Linked DNA regions of Mus musculus: region 2 is linked to region 1. Evidence: chromatin contacts called from public Hi-C data. All regions are on one chromosome and are shown on one strand. The core of a region is the stretch at or near the end of the contact, and the rest is flanking DNA. Distances in the headings are between cores, read along the strand shown.

Evidence for each region. A called contact is a pair of places that touch in the nucleus more often than the background predicts.
Region 2: a Hi-C map of liver shows a contact between it and region 1, with 3 times the contacts expected there. The contact joins two enhancer-like sites. A contact is called at or near these places in 5 of 484 Hi-C or Micro-C datasets (all in liver) and 3 of 115 datasets of contacts at active chromatin or transcription factors (liver and pancreatic cancer cells).

Annotation. Positions count from the first base shown.
Region 1 is chr1:164,519,227-164,522,710 of GRCm38.p6, reverse strand. No RefSeq gene overlaps it. Among named protein-coding and RNA genes, the nearest start is that of Gm26685, 18 kb to the right of the region's middle. Within about 2 kb of position 1,525, at least 18 of the 459 cell types and tissues checked have an H3K27ac peak or open chromatin away from gene starts, as enhancers often do. A contact at or near this core is called in liver, where this site is marked.
Region 2 is chr1:164,702,932-164,706,296 of GRCm38.p6, reverse strand. No RefSeq gene overlaps it. Among named protein-coding and RNA genes, the nearest start is that of Dpt, 92 kb to the left of the region's middle. Within about 2 kb of position 2,091, at least 69 of the 459 cell types and tissues checked have an H3K27ac peak or open chromatin away from gene starts, as enhancers often do. A contact at or near this core is called in liver, where this site is marked.

The sequences.
Region 1 (3,484 bases), core at 276-2,775:
AGAAGGGACAGACCAAGGTCAGACAACACAACCAGCATTTTCCATTCCACTGTAGGTCTGTGGTCCTGGCTGTTCATAGAATCACTAGAAGAGCCCCTGGCTGGAGAGGAGGTAGCAGGTGTCTGGAAAATCTGAGAGGAGGCCTGAAGGACTGACTATCCCAGATTGTCCCAGCAGCAGCACAGCAAAAGCTTGATCCTGCTGCCCTAGACTAGCAGCCTCAACAGTCACTTGTCAACTATGATGCAAATTAAGTCTATCACCCCTACCTACAAGAAAGTAGCTCCTTAGACTTAAAATTATCCATATCTTCTGGGGTTAGGCAGTGGGTTTCTATTCAAAATTAAAGTGCTTAGTTCTTCCTACAGTCTTCCCTGCTGGCATGTTGATAAGGATCATCTAAAGTAAAGACAATGCAGATTTTCACTTATTTCAAAATACCCTGTCACATACCTGAAAACACACCAGCCCAAAATTTTGTAAAGCAAACTGATAAAGGCCTTGTACAAAATTTTATTCATTAGAGATTCATGCAAGTCTTGGTTTCAGGTGTAGGGCTTCCTAAAATATCTATGTATCAAATATGCATTGATTTTTAAAAATCAATAACCATAATTTTTGTACTTGTTAGAGAAAACATGCTTATTGTTTTCCTCTGGCTGGTCTTGTTAATTATGGTAATTTTTGTTGAACTTCAGCATGTGGTGCTTATAAATGTGCCCTGATACCCAGGGAAGGCATGGTAAAAGCCTTCTGAAGTAGATGGGCCTTGGCAAGATGGCGACCATGATGGAAACATATCAACCCAACATAAACAAGAGGTGACAGCTTATTGCACAACATAAACAAGAGGTGACAGCTTATTGCACAGACTGGTTTCTAAGAGATAGACTGCTCCCGATCCCAAGTTCACAGTTCCAAAATCTACTGCTATCTAACTTGGAAACTTGGTGTAAAATAGGGAGCTAACCCTACTGACTCTGTTGTGATGGTAAGCACGGAAGCAGTAAGGCGTGCTCAACAACCCAAAGATGTTCTGCTTGTCTGTGTGTGTTCAACTTCCTTGCTTGGCCTTCATTGCAATGCCATGTGTACTCAGCTCTACAGAGAACACAAAGACCAGGTTCCTGCCAATTGCTAGGCATCGTCAAACACTGGGCAGAATTCTTTATTTACTTTGTGATTTAATCTTTAAGCAACTTGGTGAGGTAGAATTTCTTAATCCTATTTTTTTCAAAGAAGGAAACTGGGACTCGGGTGGTTTTTCTTGAATGTCACAAACCTAGAAAGTTCTCTCCCTAAAGAAAGAGGAAAAAGGAGCTGTGTCAGATCAGGCTCTTGTGACAGATTAGCCTGGGAGGCCCATAATCATGATAAAGTTATTTCCCAGTTTGCGGGCCAGCAAGTCTGAGATCAAGGCTCTGGCTCTTTTTGGTGTCTGGCAGCAGCCTAGCTCATAGGTGGTCATCTTACCATGTCTGAATAGTAGATGCGATGAGGAAATCTCTGAGCTCTCTTTACTCAGGAACTTATCGACCTACAAGAACTCCACTCTCAAGAACTGATCATCTCCCAAAGGCCTAGTTCCAAATACCATCAGGATATGGGTTAAATTTCAACATATGACTGGAAAGGGGAGCATTAGCACTTTGTCTATTGTCTATTTATATTTCAATTCCTCCATAACTATGTATTTACCTAACACATGCAAGCAGAATAAGTTCTATCTAAATATTTATAATACCCAGTACTAGTCTGGGACTCTCATAAAAGTCATAAATACAAATAACCTATAATTTATATGCATTCTAACTCAAGAACTATATCCGATTCCCCATATCTCCTGGGAGAAATATGGCATGAAAGTACTATTTTAGGGAGCTGGAAAGGCCATAGAGTAGCTAAGAGAGCATACAGATCTTGCAGAGGAGCTAGGTTCAGTTCCTAGCACCCACATTAAAAGGCTCACAACCACAGATAACTCTAGCCCCAGGGGATCAAACACCCTGTTCTGGCCTCTACAGGCAACTGTAGGCACATGCTATAAACCCATACACTCAGACACACAAAAAAATAAAATAAATCTGAACCAACATTTAACATATTATGATATTTGTGACAACAGTGTTTATAGCATCTTTTGATAACAACATAAAAGCCTTTCAGCATGGAACTAAGCAAATCATGCAATACAAATGATACAAGTTATAAGATGCAATAAAACCTTTAAAGGTAAGAGGCAGCAACATAAGGAAACAGTATCCAAAATATATACCCTGTATGTGATTGTAATCTTATATCAAACAGAAAAATCTTTATGGGCAGGCAGTTTCTAAGAGGAAAGGAAGTTCAGTCTGTCAGGTGACAAAGGGAATTTGGGGGGACAGCATGAAAAGATGGGAAAATCTCCCAGGGTAGAATGACCATTGACTAGACAACCACAGTAGAATTACTGACAGTTGTGGCTTCAAACTTCTGACTATGGAGTGGCCTCCTAGAACTAACCAAGGCTTTCCACCAACCATCCCAGACTGCAGCCAAGAGGGCACCTCTCCTGTGACTGACTTGGGCTATAGAGTCTGGTTTCCCTGAACCTGACAAATTCAGAATGCCCACTGACTGGGCAGAGCTGAAGCGCCATGTCTGCTTTAGTGTCCAGACACTCTGCTTTACTTTCTTACTGACTGTCTTAGTTTGGGTTTTACTGCTGTGAACAGACACCATGGCCAAGGCAAGTCTTACAAGGACAACATTTAATTGGGGCTGGCTTACAGGTTCAGGGGGTCAGTCTATTACCGTCAAGCCAAGAACATGGTAGCATCCAGGCAGGCATGGTGCAGGAGGAGCTGGGAGTTCTATATCTTCATCTGAAGGCTGCTAGCAGAATACTGACTTCCAGGCAGTTAGGATGAGGATCTTAAAGCCCACACCCACAGTGACACACCTTCTCTAACAAGGCCATACCTCCAAATAGTGCCATTCCCTGGGCCTTGCTTGAATAGTTAAACCATGACATTCCACTCCCTGACCCTCATAGGTTTGTTTAAATACATGAGTCTATGGGAGCCATATGTAGCCATAGCATAATAAAAAATTACATTTAGTCGAATTTCCAAAGTCCCCATAGTCTACAGCAGTAACAAAAATGTTAAAAGTCCAAAGTTCAAAGTATCTTCTGAGATCTGTCCAATCACTTAACTGTAATCCCTGAATCAAGACAGGAAACCAGGTGGGCAAACTCCAAACTCTGCATCTCCATGTCTAATGTTAAAGCAGTTTTCAGATCTCCAATTCCTTCTTCATCTTTATTGACTGCAATAAACTTCTTTTCCTGGGCTGGTTCCATCCCCTGTTAGTAGCATTCCTCAAGAGATATCCTATGGCTCTGGCATCTTGAAAATCTTGGGATCTCCAAGGCAACTTCAATATTACAGCTTCTGACTTCAATGTCTGGGATCCACACATGATCTTCTGGGCTCCTCCA
Region 2 (3,365 bases), core at 842-3,341, 180 kb before region 1:
GCATGTCACCAGAACTCACCGGAAGTGGCCAGTGTTCTTCTCAGATTCATCCATCAGATATTCCAAGGTGCCAGAGAGTGGTCAGTGCTGGCACTTGGGTTTATGGTAGGTCCTCAGGGAGCAAAGGAACATGCAAGGGATGGTTTATACAATGAGAAAGTGCAAAGACACAGCAGTGGACGAAAATTCCCCTCATCAGGAAGTGACACGGGGGAGTCAGGGTGCTTGCTGTTCTTTGACTGCTCTCCCGACGTTCATATGTTGAAAACTCAGTTCCCAAGTTTATGTTGATAGTATTTGAAGATAAAGCCTTCAGTGGGTAATTAAAATTAGATGAGGTCACAGACTGATATCTCTGTCTTCCTCTTTTCACCAGGAGGAGAAAGAGACCCTCGAGGACCCTGGCTCTATTTTACCTGCTGCCCTTGACCATGTGGTGATACTCAAATGACCATTCTGGATTCCTAGACCTTGGAACCAAAGCCAAAGAAACTTCTGTGCTTTATAAGTCACTCAACCAGGAATACTCAGTTATAGTAACAGAAAACAAAGCTAAGTCACGCAGGATGTAAGGAGATGAGCCCAGATAGAGATATAAGGCTACAGAATTAATCAGATGGAAAAATCACTCCTGTACCTGTTCATGTTAGAACTGCATCATGTTTTTATACTGGGAAAATGTATTAAATACATCCTCTGCCTGTTATAGAATGATGTAACCTCTCTTTTAGACCCATGCACATAAGTCTACCCCTAGCCACCTTTCGACCAGACATTACAGAATCAGTAGATAGTTGCTATTGCTCCAGAAGACAGATGATTTTTTTAAAGAGGATTTTATATTTTTGGAACGTTTGCTACGGGTTTTTTTTTTTTTCACTATAAAAGTCAGCACACATTTTAATTATAGAAAGTTAAATAGAGCTGAGCACAGAGATACGTGCTTTTCATTCCAGCACTAGAGACATTAAAATGGGGAAGTTTTGAATTAGGGTCAGCCTAGGCTACATAGCAAGTCCTCGGGTAACTTCAACGACATAATGAGTACTTGTCTCTCATCAAAGGAGAGAAAGACGGACAAGCAAAAGAAATGTAGAAATAACAGAAAGGTAAACTATAGCATAACAGAGAGAAATAAACATATGCACACCTTTCAAAAGTTCTTAAGATTTTGATTCGTCCTTTTGCCTGTACGCACCTCTTTTCCTTATTTACCCAAGTGTCAAGGCTGAGTTGATTTTTTTTTCCTTTTGTCTGTAGAGAAAGAAGTGGTTTAATGAGATTTCACCATAAATAGATAGCTACAAAGGTCATTCGACAGTGTTCATTGATTTTCTGTTATGTGTCGGCAGCACTGTGCTGAGCCCTGTAAAGGGTAGTAAACACAATACACGCAGCGCATGGCCATGTTGGTTGCCATGGCAATGTAAAGGCCCAGGAATAAACAGGCTCATTCTGGGTATGCCTAGCAAAAACTGCTTGCTGGCGCTCAACTTGTCCCTTTCCCTCTTGGTCTTGGAGTTGTTCGTTCGAGTGGCCACTTTGGAAGGCCTCACGGCTCTTGTCCTCTGAATACTTGTGTTTCTCAGATGAAGCAAACAGGGTATGTTCAAGGTCAAGCTTTGTCCTAGTTCCTAGACCCGCATTGACTTCGTGATGCTTCCCTTTCTCTGGCAGGCAGTGCTAGCCCCTGCAGTGTGCCCCCTACCTATCACTGTGGCATCCAGAAGAAAAGGGAAACCAGAGAATGGCTCTGTGTAAGTCACCAACCCTAACAGGCTGCTTCCTTCCTGCTACAGGGCTGAGAAGACACAGAACCAACAGAGGCAAACACCTCATGAAGAGGTGCCATGCGTTGTTTGCTTGTTTTGTGGGTTTTGTTTTGGTTGATTTTTTTTTGTTTTGTTTTTTTGTTTTTGTTTTTTTTTTTTTTTTTTTTTTTGGCTTACAAAAACAAAATGGTCACTGCTTCGTCCCAACCCAAACAGCCAATCGTCAGCAGCCGGGCAATCAATCAGGGAGCAGGTGAGTTAGAATCACCCACCTTTGCTCCACAATGAATGGAACAGCCAGTTCCTAAATCTCCACTGACAACCAGGTCGTCTCCATTCTTGGGCAGCGGAACACTTCAGTTATGAGTTAGAGGTCATCTTTATGAGTTAGGGGACTGCAGTTTTTGTAAAGTCTGTACCTAAATGGACTAACATTTACCTACATTGAGCCACTTGGAACAATTACAACTTATACATCACATCCTTGTAATGTGCTCAGACCAGAATCACCTAGGACCTGATTGGTATCGTTGTGAGACAGTACTGATGGGTAATTGAAGAACAGGCCTAGTACAAGGATCAGGAAATACTGGCGACTTTACCACAGTGGGGTTCAGAAAAGCTAGGAACTTCCAGACACGTGGGGAAAGCTATCTTCCTCTCCCTAGCTGTTTATCCTGGGAACATAAGGTTATTGTTACAGGAGCTGGAGGTTCCTTGAACTTTAGAGCTATTCAGGCAATCACGTGTCTCTGTCACCCCTACTAAATGCCTTTGGAACAGGGGAAAGTCATTTGTCTATAGTTAAACATTACACTAGCCATGCCTGCTTTGAATGGGCAAACAGTAAAACATGCAGCAAAGGGTGAGAGAAAACACTTGAACTTAGAACCAAAGGATACAAGTTAAAGTCCTTTTAGATGGTCTACCTTTGAGTCTGTACTGCTTCTCTCAGTTTAATACCAATATGTTTTCTGATACTCTCCCATATAAAATATACATTAGCTGCTTTTTTTTCTATCATAGAAGTGTGTGTGTGTGTGTGTGTGTGTGTGTGTGTGTGTGTGTGTGCCATATACAGAGGTGTATGAGTACTCACAAGCTCAGGTACATGTATAATTTTTATCTTTTTCATTAAACTGACTCTTGTAAGACCAAGACTTGACTCCCTAACTTACCTGACCGCTATAGCATGAGGCTGTGATCAGCATTTTGCGAGGACTCTTAGTAGGCTCAAAGTAGACAGTGTTTCATGAAATATAAACCTCTGGGTGATCATAAAGTGTGGTCCTGACATGCATAAATTATTTCATGAAAACCTCAGAGCGGATTGGCAGTCAACACTGGAGGTGGAGCTGAGATACTGATATGTTGATCTTCAGGGTTATATGTGTTAGTAGCTTCTCTAGTTAGAAAAATAAATGCATTCAATGCCAGGCAGCTCCTTTAGGATTTACCCAGGAGGCCCATGGACAGATGTCAGATGTCCACGGTAACTGAAGCCTCAAGCTATTGGTTACTATGCTGTCGTTGATATGAAATATAGCAAAGGCCGTGCTTACTTTTAGATAGCACCTACATTTTCAAAGATGT